2 separate regions of the Mus musculus genome follow, and region 1 is linked to region 2. The links are chromatin contacts, called in public HiChIP or PLAC-seq maps. All regions are on one chromosome and are shown on one strand. Each heading gives the region's core, a stretch centred on a gene start, on an enhancer-like site or on the middle of the called end of the contact. The rest is flanking DNA. Distances are from core to core; before and after follow the strand shown.

Region 1 (7,400 bases), core at 639-3,138, 94 kb after region 2:
ACCAGGCACCTGCTTTGTCAGTGAACCCACTTCCATATGCATTCTGATTCTCCAGGGTCTAGCATAGCATCAGTCACATCCAAGGACGAAAAGAAATATGTGTCCAGTTCAACAACACTAGATCGACAGGGAAAATGAAGGTGGTGAAATAGCTATGACGTCACAGCTCCTCTGGGGGTCCCACCCTGACTCCTGACCACAGGGTGGCACACTTTCCGTGCTTATATAAATCAAGATAGTTCAGCTTTTAAAAAGGGAATCCTGTATCCTAGGCTGGCTCTAGACTCACTACACAGCCAAAAATGGCGTTGGTTTTTTGTTTTCCTGTTTCTACCTCCTAAGTGCTAGGATTATAGGCTTTCACCTAAATCGGGGTGGGGGTGGGGGTGGTTAGAGCCTTGTGCCCTCTAGGCGAGCCACCTTTCAACCGCATCCCCAGTCCTACAGCTGCCACTTTTGAGAAACAAATGTGTAGAAATGAAGCATCCTGAGAAAATGTTTGAAGTAGCAGTAACAAATGCAAATCTGGGTGGATGGCGTAATACAGAAGTGTGAACTCATTCAAATGAATGCAAGCAGAGGCACCCGGACTCAGAGCTCACCAGCTACCCACACCGTAATCATGATAACCACTCAGGATGCTTAATAAATGAACCGGATATTAACCCAGCCTTGGGATCACACTGTGTATAGGGCTTGGCGCCTACAAATAGGACTTGAGGTGTTTCTGACCCCTGCAAAGAATTATGAGCCAGTGTGAGGCAGCATTTAGGAGCTCCCCTTGCAGCATAGGAAGCCCTAGGAGTCAGGGTCAATACAGAGTCCTCTAAAGACACACAGAGGAGTGCTAAGAAGACCTTGGGTGGGGTGGCCGTGGGGTGGGGGAGGGGAGCTCACTGGCCTCAGAAATGGCAAGAGAAGGGGGAAGGCACTTCCAGTTAGCAAGTGTGGAATGGAGCAAGAGAGAAATCCAGAAAGGTATTTGTGACTGTGACTGCAGGGAGACTGGCCAGCCAGGAGTCAAGGATGCGGAACAAGGGAGTTTCGATGTAAGAATCTTTTTTTTTTTTTTTTTTTTTTTTTTTTTTTTTTTTTCTCGAGACAGGGTTTCTCTGTGTAGCCCTGGCTATCCTGGAACTCACTCTGTAGACCAGACTGGCCTCGAACTCAGAAATCCGCCTGCCTCTGCCTCTCAAGTGCTGGGATTAAAGGCATGTGCCACCACTGCCTGGCTCGATGTAAGAATCTTAAAGAGTTCTGCAAATGAAGACACTGACTCAAACATCAACTATCCATGCCATTTGAAGAAGGCAGACAGTAAAATGCTCCTGTACTTAGGACTTTGAAAACATCGCCATCGCTCGCTTTTAGTATAACTTCAGTTTCTTCCTTCCCCCACCCCCCACCTCCGGTCCCACTCGTTCCGGCCCAAAGATTTTTTAAAATTTTATTTATTTATTTATTTATTTATTTATTTATGAATGATATGTAAGTACATTGTAGCTGTCTTCAGACCCACCAGAAGAGGGCCTCAGATCTCATTACAGATGGTTGTGAGCCAATGTGGTTGCTGGAATTTGAACTCGGACTTCTGGAAGAGCAGTCAGTGCTCTTAACCGCTGAGCCATCTCTTCAGCCCAGTTTCTTAATCTATAAAGCGGAGATAATTATACCAGTCCTGTTTTACTGAGATCTGAGACTAAATGGGAAAGGTCATTCCATTACTAGGGTGGGGCTGGTGTGGGGCTGGTGTGGAGCTGGGGTAAGGGTGGGGTGGGGATGGGGGTGGGGTGGTGATGAGGTGGGGGTGGGTGAGTGGCGAGCACTGGTTCGTAACCCATCAAGCAGCCCGTGACATTTGGCCTGGAGATGCTATCTGTAGATTTTTATTGCTCATTTCCTGTTTCATCCTTGCGTTGCCAGGTGTCTAGCTGCACTGGCAGGCTTTCTGGGCGTCTCTGCAGCCAGCCTTCTCGTGGTGCGCCCTCTAGTGTTGAATGCTTCAATGACTTAATCTAAATGTAAATGTGAGCGTGAAGACTCTGATTTACAAGGAAACTGTCCTTAGGAGTGCTAAATAATAATAATGGTGGTAATAATAATAATAATAATAATAATAATATTTTTAAAAGCTCTGTTTTATACATAATATGAAAGACAGCATTTTGGGGCAGGGTATCATGTAATCCACACAGAAGACCTTGAACTTCCTGCCTCCATCTCCCAAGTGTTGGGAGGACAGGCTTACCCCACCACGCCTGGCTTTTGGGAGTCTGGGAGTGGAACCCAGTGTTCCATGCATGCTAGACAGTTACCCTGCCAACTGAGCTACATCCCTAGCCCCACAAAACGGCTTCTTGTTGTTGCTGTTGTTTATTTATTTTTGTTTTTGTTGTTTGTAGGCAGGGTCTCACTGTGTATTCCTGCTGGCTTGTAACTCCCTTTGTATACCTGAATGACCTGGACCTAACAGTGACCAACCTGCTTCTGTCTCCTAAGTGCTGGGCATAAAGACTTGTGTCAGCACACCCAGTTGTTGCTGGCTTTGTTTTGTTGTTTGCTTGTAAATAAGGTCTCACAGCTTATCTCTAACAGGCCTGGAGCTTGTAGAGATTCTCTTGGCTCTGTCTCCTAGGTGCTAGGGTGAAAGGCAGGCACACCACACCCAGGGAGGTCAGCTCACTTGGTGTTGCTCATGTGTTTATTGGTGCTGGAATCTCCCTGACATATTTAACCTGTCTAGACCTCTGTTTCCTCATCTGTCAGGGTAAGGTCTCCTGGGTCACAGCCCTTGTTTGTCTTCATAGTCATCATGATTGGCTTTAGGATCACCATGGAAACAGACCTCTGGGGCAGCGGATTTGTTTTTCAGAGAGTTTAACTGAGGAGAAACTCAGCTGGGGTTCCAGGACCAGTGAACCTGAGGCTGTGAGGGGAATCTTGGTACTTCTCTCTGCCTGCTTCCTCACCAGCCTCAGGACCAGCTGCTTCTCACAGTGTCCCCCCACCCTTCCCCCACCGCCAGGTCACGCACTGTTCTCTCCAGCACCAGCCGGAGGAAACCCTTTCTTCCTTAAGTTAGTTTCATCAGGCATTTTGCAAAAGCAATAGAAGAAGTAATTACATTTTGAGAGCAAAAAACAAAAACAATCGGTTAAAATGTTCTCAAAAGCTGTTAAGGCGCTACAGAAATACGAGGTGAGGAAATAGATCATGCGCTAGTCTAATTTTTCTGAACAGTGTATAGGAAACAGACATGTCTTAATTTTGTCTTTTCTTAAGCAGAAGAGGCCTACGTCAACATTATTGTGGATATTAATAAGAAATATATAGGACAGTGGTTCTCAGCCTTCCTAACAATGCAACCCTTTAATACAGTCCCTCATGTTGTGACCACCAAACATAAAATTATTTTTTGTTGCTACTTCATAGCTAGTTTTGTTACTGTTGTGAATTGTAATGTAAATATCTGTGTTTTCCAATGGTCTTAGGTGACCAATGGTCTTCATACCCCCATGAAAAGGTCGTTCCTCCCCAAATTTGTTGATACCTACAGGTTAGAACCACTGATGTAGAAGCTGTAGTCAGGAGACAGCTCAGTAGACAAGCTCAAGTGTGAACTTGAGTTCAAATTGCCAACACCCACAGGAGAAGCTGAGTGCGGTGGCGCCTGTGCCTGTGACCCAGTGTGTCAAGGGCAGAGAGACAGGAGGACCATGGAGTTTGAAGCTGCTAGGCCAGCATAGTTCAGGGAGGGAGGAGACCTGGGAGAAGCAATGGGGAGAGTAATACTACTCAGACATGAGAGTGCACACTTGAACACACTCGCACACACACACACATATACCATATTACAAACTCACACACACATGCACACATATCTGTGCATATACCGCATCACACATACATACATGCATACATATATGCATATGCCACATTACACATATGGGTATGCATATATCACATAATGCATACATGTGCATATACCACATCTTACACACATGTGTGGATATTCCACATTATACACACATGTGCATACATATCTCTGTATATACCACATTACATATATATGTGTATTACCACATTATACACACATTTGTGCATATACCACATCTGTGTATATACCATACCACACACACACACACATATGTGGGTATGCTACATTACACATATGTGTGTACATATATCACATTATGCATACATGTGTGTATATACCACATCTCACACACACATTTTTATACACATGTGTGTGCACATACCACATTACACACACATACATGCACACACATGTGCATTGCCACATTATACACACATTTGTGCATATACCACACACACACACACAAAACCTGAAAACAAATTCTAATTTGTAGCCTAGTGAAGCTGTTCAAGCCCCGCCGTCAAAGCCAGAAAGCTGTTGGTGATTGAAATAGTCTTGTTCAATTTGGCTGCCCAGCTGTGTCTTCTGTCTCTGGTGAAGGTTTGCATAAACAACAGAGAAGAGTGCCTCAAGGGGTTAGCAGTCTCGTCCACAGTACTTACAGAGCAGATGGAGAAGAGCCTTCTGCATCTCTGGGGTACCTCATGGCCTGGTTCTTGTCTATATTTTGAAAAATCAGTTTCCAACCTGTGCTGACCGAAGGGAAGGGCCCAGGTTTCGGAAAAATGCTGATGAGAGCCTCTGACCCCCACCCTTCTTTCTATTGTTGTCTCCCTGGCTACGGTGAGGTGCAGCATCTGAAGTGGTGATGAGCTGGCTCATTCCGCCCACATTTCTCTTTTTAAACCTGAGGATTCCCAGCAGCAAACTACTTAGCATGAGATGCATTCATTTCGAGCCTTAGTGACCAAACGGTGGCATTTGATGACTGCGCAGCGGTGAAGTTCCTGGGACACGGGAGCAGAAAAGTGAACACACTTTGCTCAGGCTTCCCACGGCACAAAGAAGTCCCCGGGAACATGCTGACTGAAGCGTCATGTCTCGCTCTACAGTCCCTAGCCCCCAAGAATCCTTATTCCAGTGTGGCTTATGGGAAATCCTCAAGAATTGTAATTTCTGACTGTTTCCTTTCTTTTGAGACAGAGTATCCATATCCCAAGCTGGCCCTGAACCTACTGCATAGTGGATGATGCTATGGTTGTGGTACGCAGGACGGAACCCAAGGCTCCCTGCATGCCAGGCAAACACTCTAGCAGCTGAACTGACATAACACCCCAGCCTGTCTGCTACTGTCAGTAGAACAAGTATAACCCATCTTTTCAAAGTGGATGCATATGTTTACTGAGTTAGGGTCTCATCCAGGCACTCGCTGGCTCCAAATCATCCTCCTGCGCTAGGATTAAGGCCAGTGCCACCGTGACCGGCTCTCATAGCATACTTTTCCCTCTTGAGACAGTTCAATATAGCCCAGGTTAGCCTTGAACTTGCTATGTCTCTGATGATGACCTTCAATCCCAGGTCCTCTTGCTCTTCTTCAGTGCTTGATTGCATATGTATATCCCATGCCTGATGTATGAGTTTCTAAGGGTAGGCCCTTAGACGTCATGCACACCAGGAAGGGCTGTGCTATATGAGGTGCATCCTCAGCCCCGTGATCCTTTCTAGGGACATCAAGTTGGAGTCATGAGAATTAAATCATAAATATGGCCAGGTGTAGTGAGCCATGGCTTTGATCCCAGCACTTGGGAGGCAGAGGCAGGCAGATGTAAGACCTGATCTCAAAAACAAACAAAACCTCAAACCAACCAAACAACCAACTATAAAACACATATAAATATGGTTTGGTTTACACAAAGGCTCTGGAGATGGAGCAGGTTATATGGAGTTCGTGCTAGGTCCAGGTCACACCCAGTAAATACCTGTGGCTTTGGCTACAGGAGTGGTCTGTGCAGTGTGTTTTTATGCAGTAAGCAAAGCCAGAGTGAAGAAATCTGGGCTGTATCTTTGCTTGTTCCTTCCACTGTTTACTCTACCATACATAAACTGGCTTTGATCTTCAGCCACACAGTCCCCATCAGGAAGCCCCAAACACAGGGAGCAGACTGGACCAGGTTCTCTAAGCCTATGACAGCTGCCTTAGCCCAGCTCACTTGTGACCCTCCAGTATCTCCTTTCATACTGCAGGAGACAAATATGATAGTACCTTGTGGGCTCTAAGGAAAAGGGATATTTACTAATATGTGCTAGCCTCATGGTGGTCCTTCTAGACCATGAATGCGTGAAGTTTCCTACTCCAGAACAAAGTTGCCTAAACTAGTGTGCATGGAACCCCTGGAGCAGCTTATCATATGACGTACTGAAGCCAGTAGACTGCCTTCCTATGTCCCAAAGACCTCCCACCAGGCTCTACTTCCCAAGAGCCACTGCCTTCTCAATAGCACCATTGTGAAGACCAAGCCTTAAGCACGAAGTCTTAGGGGAGATATTAAGAATACAAACTACAGCAGTAATTATCCCAGCCCAGAGGAATAATAAAAAGTGTGAATCATTCAGACTTAGCCCACTATGGTTAGGAAGGCCGAAGGAAAGAGGGCTGTGTTTAGCTTTGGCTCCGACAGCAGTTCCACCCTTCAGCTGCCAGGGTAACCTCTGACCCCTGCTGTATTTAAAGAGAAAGTGAGACAAAGGGGCTGAGAATGTCAGCTAGTACTTCTTTACTAGTCTGGGAAACATGCAACTGAGCCCTTTCTCTGCTGATCTCAGAGATGCCCAGGAGACCCTGCTCTCAGCTCACCTCCTGCAATGCAGCACCCTCACCTGGCCACTGTCCCTTGACTCCTAATGTAGCCTATCCTTATCTAACCTCTCTCACAGGCCAGAGGTGGATAATCAGCTGAAGTCTCAAAACCTGTCCATAGCTTCCTCTGCAGGTCTTGTGCAGCGGAGCTGACCACTCGCTTGGGAACTTGCCAGCTCAGTGTGTCCTCAACCATGGCACAGTGACGATCTCGTGTTCAGAGACTAGTCATGGTGTGTGCCTTTCATAACCAACACTATTTATTTTCAAAGGCCATCTCCACAGAGCCTGAGACCATGCATCTCAACACCAGCCATAGCATCTGCTAGCCCAGTAAGGGAGGCACAGAAGCTTCCCGTAGCTCAGTTGTTAAGAGTACTGGCCTAACATGTAGGAAGCCCTAGGGCTAATCCCCAGCCCAGCCCTGCATAGAAGAAACACACGGGTGTGTGGTCCGTCTGCAACAACATTCCACAGAGACACTTGTGTATCGGGTTTATTGCTCTTTGTTCCACCACAGTCAAGATATGGAAATGGCTTCAATGCCCAACTGCAGACAGTTGAATAAATAAAATGTGGTACACATGTACAATGACTTTTTTCATTCTTGATTTTTTAACTCTGAGTCTCAGGCAGCCCAGGCCATCCTCAAATTCTCTGTGTAGG
Region 2 (7,579 bases), core at 4,049-6,548:
AAACTACAGTAACAGTACATTAAGACCACAGTGTACAATACTGTTTTCAACGCTGGTCGCTCGGAGATGTAATGGCTATACTCTCAAGTGCATTTAATATGTCTGCTGATACAGCTTTTGTTTCCTGCTACTTCCCATGGGCAAGTTACAGCCATAAAGCTGAGTGACACTCTAGAGTGGCAGGCTTGGAGACAAGCTATCCTGAGCCTTACCATCATACACTCATGCACAGTGCTTACCACATACTCACACACCCATACACACACACTCACACTAACACACACACTCATACACATACACACTTACATAGACACACTCACTTATCACACACACAAACACTTACATACATACATGCAAACACTCACACACTCACACGTATACACACACACACACACACACACACACACACACACACAAACACACAGATAGACACACATGAGAGTGCTAGAACCATAAAAGAATACGGCATGGTTATTCACTTTTGTACGTTTGTAGTACTCTTTCAAAGATTCCTAAAAATAATTTAGCTTACAGAAGTTCAAGGTCTCACCAGCTCTTTAGAAGCCCAACTGTGACATAAAATGAATTGTGTCATCTATAAATAGAAACCTGTAGATAGACATATTTTATAGTTAAAACTCACAAAAGTAAAATCTGTTCACACAGAAAGCTAGGAACTAAAATAAGCTGAAACAGAATGGGTGGGTGCACTCTCTCTGTGTAAATCCACCACACCTCCACTCATCCTTTCCCCTGCTTGCTCAGAGCTACTTGCTGCAAATGTAAGCTGGTGTGTGTGTGTGTGTGTGTGTGTGTGTGTGTGTGTGTGTGCGCGCGCGCGCGCGCGCGCGCGTGCGCATGCGCACAGAGTATTTAACAAGTAACCTCAAGTCATTTGTTTAAACAATCAGTTGGAGAAAACATACCAACTCTCCCAGTTCTTACAATAAAAAAATAAATTGCACTTAAATGTCAGGTTACAGAGGTTACTCTATGGATATATTGGGCCTACCTATTTTTGGTAGCATATAAAAGTTTACCCTGTGCTCTAAGAATATTGTTATCCTTTTAAAAATACATAATAATCATTTGTCAAACATCGCCACTATTGGATCAACATGCTATTTCTTAGTTATCCAGTGTACCTCTGTGCCCAGGCAAGCACACAGCCCCTGAAACTGCTAAGAGCTGAGTGGAAGGGGCGTGGGGGAGCTCTTTGGGGTTCTCTTTGTAAGAGATCTTTATCCATAGACACACTTGGGTCCCAGGGAGGATAATCTGAGGACACCTGTTACTGGAAAATGCAGTCTTTTCCTTTTAACAGGACCTCTTGGGCCATTTAAGTGAATAGATCCCCTCACCTATAGGACATGTGATTACTTAGAATGCCCTTATAAGCATACTTATACCACTCGCACACAAATAGTAGACATATAACATCATTAATTTTTTATATAATTCCACTTACTTAATATTGTGCTGGAGATGCACATTAACTTAATCTCCTTGGTTTACTTTGTTCTCAGTTCACGTCTAGCAAATTCTTTCTCTTGCTGTGGTTACTAGCTGGTTTGGTTTGGTCACATTAGGACCAATGTGTAGCCCAGGCTGCCCTGTAATTTACAAAGTAGCCCAGGCTGGCACTGACTTCATTATCCTCTTGCCTTAGTTTCTCAATCGTGAGGATGAGGGGCATGAGCCAACCAACCCTTGCTCAGCCTTATCACTATTAATGACTATTCATTTTTCTAAATCCAACAGAAAATGCGTTTGTTTAAAACTCCCAAATAATTCAAGGCTAGCGGACCTGTCCAAAAACAATATTTAGAGAAAGGGTGTGTGGAGCTTCCCAAGTTCTGAAAGCAGACACTCAACAGATAAACAAGAATCACAGTCCCTGCTCCTCCTACATGTCTTCCATCCAAGCATCTCCTCTCATACCCTCCTGCCATTACTGATGCCAAAACTGTACCTGGCTCCCACTAAGACAATAGCAGTGAGAGATGAGAAGGAGACAGGGGCTGTTACAGCAAATGATACAGTTTGTGGCTTAACCCAACAAGCTTTCCTCTCAGTCCTAAAGGCCAGAGCCTGAGGTCCGGATGTCAGCAGGGCCGGACGCTGTCCCCCTGCATGCCAGGAGAGGCCAGAGGAGTTCTTTGGGCTCCTTTTACAAGGGTATGTGTCTCTTCATTTACTAACGGGTCCCCAGGCTTTAGGTTTCAACAAAGCCATCTCAGGCAGAACATAAAGATGTAGGTGGGAACAGGAGCCCTCTGCTTCCAGGATGTATTACCACAACAAGAGGTTCAGCACATTCAGAAAGGCATCAGCAACTCGCCACACCGAAGCACAAGAATCCCAACTGCTCACAGCATCACTCCACAGACGTATCTCACGGAGGGTCCACTCCTATCACCTCTTACTAAGGTTACAGTACAAAATGCCAGGGACTGAGAACAGAGCCCAGGACAACATCTTGTATCAGATGTTACAGCATCTAAAATGTTGCCCCTGACAGCACTGATAGGATTTCTACTGCAGGGACCTGGCATCTACTCCAGGGAGTGGATGCCTGACTTGGGGACTGAGTGACTCCCACCAACCTCGGAGAACATTTCCCGAGATTTCTTTTCCTTCTTTCCTTTGCACATGATACTCCCTGCTCCCGGGGGAGTGTGCTAATTCTTCTCTTGCAATCCCGGCTGTCTTTTTTCCCCAGCTATCTGAGAAAATTAGGTCAAATTTGAACCATAAAGTTGGATATTTTCCTGTGTCAAAAAGCTTTGAGTGAAGCTGGGTGGACATGGACATGGTGGTGCAAACCTTTAATCCCAGCACTCGGGAGGCAGAGGCAGGTGGATCTCTTTTGAGTTCGAGGCCACCCTGGTCTACAGAGTGAGTTCCAGGGCTACAAAGAAACTCTGTCTCAAAAAAAGTCCTAGATAGATAGATAGATAGACAGACAGACAGACAGACAGACAGACAGACAGATAGGGCTTTGAGTGTGTCTGTCAAGCACCTGAATTCTGTAACCACACTCTAGGCCATAGAAAGCCCTTGTGCTCTTTAAGTGCGCCAAGCCGCACACCTCAGTCCCTCAGCCTCTGTGGGACTGCATCCGCAGAGGCTGTCACTGCCTCTACTGTCTCTCCACTTCAGTCTCCTTCAACGATTACCTTCCTGCTGATGCCCTTCCTAACCAGCTCCCACCCACTGCAATGTTTTCAGAGCCCTTGTAACCACGTGAAGGATTTTTATGATTAATTTGCTTATGTGTCCATAAGGTAAGACCTTAGCATGTAGGAGAGTGCCCAAGGTCTCTGTGTAATTTACCTTTAAAACAAAACAAAACACCCACACTGGACTCGGTCTCTACAGCCCCAGAACTTCCTATTAGACCAGGCAACCCTCTATAGCTAAAATTCTTCCTACCAGTGCCACTTAGCTGCTAGGATCAAAGGTGTACACCCACCACCATGTCCTGCTGGCCTGTTTGTAAAGAGCAACAGAAGTGGAGTTCAGGTTCCAGGCAGCAGCACCTCTCTAAAACAGCCCAGTGCTTTTTGTGTCCTGAGCTTCCTATGGGCCAGGCACACATGGTGGATGGGCTGGAGGCCATGAGCCAGGGTGGGAAAGACCTGGGCAACAAGCCGTGTTGCTTACGACACTCAGCTTTTGAGCAATTCTCAGGTAACAGGCATTATACACAGGGAGATGCAGGCTGAGAGACCTGTAGGAGAGAGAGCCCAGGCCAGGGAGAATAACCAGGAGGGCAAGCAGTGTTCCAGAACTGGACTCTTCAGCCATGAGGACAGGCTAGAAGGCCTGTCCAGAAACACACAGCTGATATAAGGTCGCATGAAAAGCAGGATTTTAGCTCAGCACCAGACACGTTGCAAGAATGCTGGGTATTATGGTAATTATAATTGATATCATGGTTACTATGACTATTAATAAGAGAATTCTCCATCAGATGTTTTCCTAGCGAAGTATTCCAATTAACACATAAGAACTGAGTGGGGAAAATAGAAAACTCACCATCAGGCAAACACCGTGGAAATGGCCGAGAGGCCGGATGCTGAGCTCAGTGGGCAAAAGGATAATGAAAAGCTAGACAGCGGCATGGCCCACAGCGCTTCTCCATCACACACATACCGCGGTGGGAAAGGCAGCAGATTTACAATGGGCTGAGCACAGACTCTGTTATGTGCCGTCCCCAGTGACAAGATGCACCAGCGTTACGGCTGTCTGTGTGTCTTAATATGATAACCTGGGAAGAAAATGGCACTTCTGTGGCCTCTTTTTTTTTTTTTTTTTTCAAATCCCTTTTTTTAAAGATTTATTTATTTATTATATGTAAGTACACTGTAGCTGTCTTCAGACACTCCAGAAGAGAGAGTCAGATCTCCTTACAGATGGTTGTGAGCCACCATGTGGTTGCTGGGATTTGAACTCCTGACCTTCGGAAGAGCAGTCGGGTGCTCTTACCCACTGAGCCATCTCACCAGCCCTTTTTTTTTTTTTTTTTTTTTTTTTTTTTAAAGATTTTATTTATTTATTATATGTAAGTACATTGTAGCTGTCTTCAGCCACTCCAGAAGAGGGAGTCAGAGGGAGTCAGATCTCTTTAAGGATGGTTGTGAGCCACCATGTGGTTGCTGGGATTTGAACTCTGGACCTTCGGAAGAGCAGTCGGGTGCTCTTACCCACTGAGCCATCTCACCAGCCCCTTCTGTGGCCTCTTAACTAAAAAGTGTGAGGCTTCCATCCAATCATACCCGCCCAAACCATAAAGGCACAAAATACCAGCAGGCTTCAAGAGAATCTGAGGAACTACTAGGACTGAGGGAGGGGGGAGGTTAGGAGTTGTGTGAAATCTGCACAGGACAATGACTGATGGGAAAATTGGTGGAATTTAAGGTGGAAGATGACCCGATTGGTCAACATGGATGCTACCTTCCACTTCCACCATCATGAGACACACGAGACATTAACTTCTGGAGAAGCTGGGAAAAAGGTATCTGAGAATTCCATGCATGGTTTGCGTGATTTTCCTCAAGTCTAAAATGTTTCAAAACCAAAAACACTGAAATAATGGATGAAACAGAGCCAGGAACTGGAGATTCTGGCAGAGATACAGGGGATGAGGAGAGGCTGAGTCAGACCTGAATTCTGGCTTCTGGGATTCCAGACCAAAGGACTTAAGGAAAATAGACAAAAGTGTACCTAGCCCAGGGCTACGAATACCAGAACCTTGACTCTAACCAGAAAGAGAACTGTTCTGGTTTGAACAGTGGCTCGAGGGTGGAGTTGGTCCAGTTCCTGGTGACTCAGCCACAGAGCTAAGCATTCACTAACAAGTCCTTGCAACACGGAGGCCCCAGGCCTGGGTGCCTAGGGTGTGGTGTACTCCTCCTACGATGCTCCTGGAGCATTTTGGATGAGAGCAGGGGAAAGGGACCCAAGGAGACGGAGGTCTCACTATTTAGACAAGGCTAGCCTTAAATGCATAATCCTCCTGCTTCAATTTTTCTTGTGTTGTGAGTTTCTGGAGCCCCTGTTTAAAATAAACATTTAAGAAAATATAATACAGTTTTAGGTTTACAGAAAAGTTAGGAGTATTACCAAGGGTTACAATTTATCTCATACTCAGTTTCCCCTGTTGTTAAGGTCTCACATCAGTGTGGCACATTTGTCAAAATGTATCCAATACAAACAGCAAGACACAGTAATGTTCACATTCTGTTGATTTCCTAGGGCTACTTTCTATCTAGGATCCCATGCAGGGCATGTGACATTCATTACTGCCTACTTCTGAGGTTCCTATTGTTTCCTACAATTTCTTGGCTTTTTTTGTTTGATAGCCTCGACCGTTTAGAGAAGTGTTGGTCAGGTATGAACTTCCACTGACATTTGTCTGACGTTTTCATCATGGTTTTAAGACTATGGGTTTTAGGGAGGTGAAAGGTTACCCCACTTTTTGCTATGAACAATGTGTGGTTTTGTTTTACAATAAAAGCTATGGTATGTGTGCTTGTTTGCATGTGATCTTGTCAATCTCAAACATATTTCCTTTTATTAAGTGGGCTGCACAAGTGTCATTTTTATGGGCTGTGAATACACTCTGCTTCAAAATAAAAGCCAAAGGAGACTAAGGATGTAGCTATTGACGGGAGCTAGACAAAGTATCTCAACATGGCGATCTCCTGTGAAGAAAGACCAAGTCACGAAGAAGTCATCTAAATGTCCAAGAGACATTTGTTCCACCTTAGGAAAACCCATGTAACAGAAACTGGAGGACACAAAAACTGACTGCCTGCTCGGCCTCCGTAGTCTGAAGTCTGAGGGAGGAGGTGCTTTCCTATCCAGGATTTGTGTTCATTCCAGCTAAGTAAACAGAGAGGAGGACAGACCGACGTACCCATGACAGCAGCAGGAGGGTCTTCAGAGCTGCTGTGTAGTGCCCTTTGCTGTCCTTCAGGGGCCAGAACACAGTAAAACCTTCTAATAGAAATAGTCCGCTATCAGAACACACAGATACAATTATAAAACTACGGTGTCCTAATGTCCTATGATTTATTACGAAGGAGAAATAAAATGGGGGAGGGGAGCACTAGTTACCATGGTCAAGGCCCTGGGTTTGATTCCCAGTCCAACGGTAACAACAAAGGGAGGAAGAGGGTCTGTGTCAAGATCCAAATTTTCTTGGTCATTCTTTAAAGGAAGATGGATGTCCAGGCTCTCACAACCCATAGTTCATGCACATGTAGGAATACTTCTAGATAGAATAAACACTATGTATAGTGCTTTAGGCAGGAAGACCCACGTGAGTGGACGTCACACAGGCAATACTGACTCGACCAATGCCTGATGTGACTGAGGAAGAGAGCTTGTGTGAAGCAGTCATGGGAAATGAAGGAAGGGGAAGGGTTTATTTAACCAGAGGTCAAAGGGCACGGAAGCCCGAAGGGAGTTAGGCTTTATGTAGTAGGTAATAGAGAGTACAGATTCACACTGACATGAAAGTGCTTTAGAAAGTGAAATTCCTGGCTCGGAGACACAAGGAAAGCTGGGTGTGGTGGCTCTCGCCCAGAAGCCCAACTCTGAAGGGTGAAGCCGGACACAGCCTTGAGTTCGAGACAGGAGAGGGTGAGTGTGGGGCAGAGAGAGGGCTGCAGCTAGAACTCTGCAGGAAACGGAGAGGCTGGGGCAGAAGCTGAGAGGTTGTGTTCAAAAGGGGCAACCTTGGTGGGAACTGTGATAGCTTTAAAAAGAAACAAAGACCAGGGCAACAAGGTCACACTGGGAAATCTGCGGGGATCCTAGTGTCATCTAGTTATTCATTTGCAGACTGTTCTCTGGGTCAGGCTGTGTGTGCTGGGGCTTAATAAGTCTCACTTCTCTCTTCACCCTCCCAACTCGGGGAGAAACTATTGCTCTAGTTCACGATGGGGACGTGGATGTACAGAGCAGCTTGTGGGAGTCTCTCTGCTTAGAACCAGAGCTCACGTTTGCCAAATTCCACAGCTCTTACCCCCACGTTACCGCCCCAGGGTCAAGCGTGAAAAAGCAGCAG

Evidence for each region. HiChIP or PLAC-seq counts read pairs in DNA pulled down with a chosen protein or histone mark.
Region 1: an HNF4G HiChIP or PLAC-seq map of pancreatic cancer cells shows a contact between it and region 2. The contact joins two enhancer-like sites. A contact is called at or near these places in 2 of 39 promoter capture datasets (3T3-L1-derived adipocytes and trophoblast stem cells), 10 of 484 Hi-C or Micro-C datasets (3T3-L1-derived adipocytes, the C2C12 cell line, the N1E-115 cell line and 7 more), 10 of 115 datasets of contacts at active chromatin or transcription factors (bone marrow-derived macrophages, embryonic fibroblasts, embryonic hindbrain and 6 more) and 4 of 9 other capture datasets (adipose tissue, embryonic stem cells, liver and 1 more).

The regions. Positions count from the first base shown.
Region 1 is chr5:105,679,604-105,687,003 of GRCm38.p6, reverse strand. No RefSeq gene overlaps it. Among named protein-coding and RNA genes, the nearest start is that of Lrrc8d, 17 kb to the left of the region's middle. Within about 2 kb of position 1,888, at least 111 of the 459 cell types and tissues checked have an H3K27ac peak or open chromatin away from gene starts, as enhancers often do. A contact at or near this core is called in the N1E-115 cell line, pancreatic cancer cells and trophoblast stem cells, where this site is marked.
Region 2 is chr5:105,777,195-105,784,773 of GRCm38.p6, reverse strand. The region is part of intron 2 of Lrrc8d (leucine rich repeat containing 8D); the gene reads right to left. Among named protein-coding and RNA genes, the nearest start is that of Gm42166, 76 kb to the right of the region's middle. Within about 2 kb of position 5,298, at least 83 of the 459 cell types and tissues checked have an H3K27ac peak or open chromatin away from gene starts, as enhancers often do. A contact at or near this core is called in the N1E-115 cell line, pancreatic cancer cells and trophoblast stem cells, where this site is marked.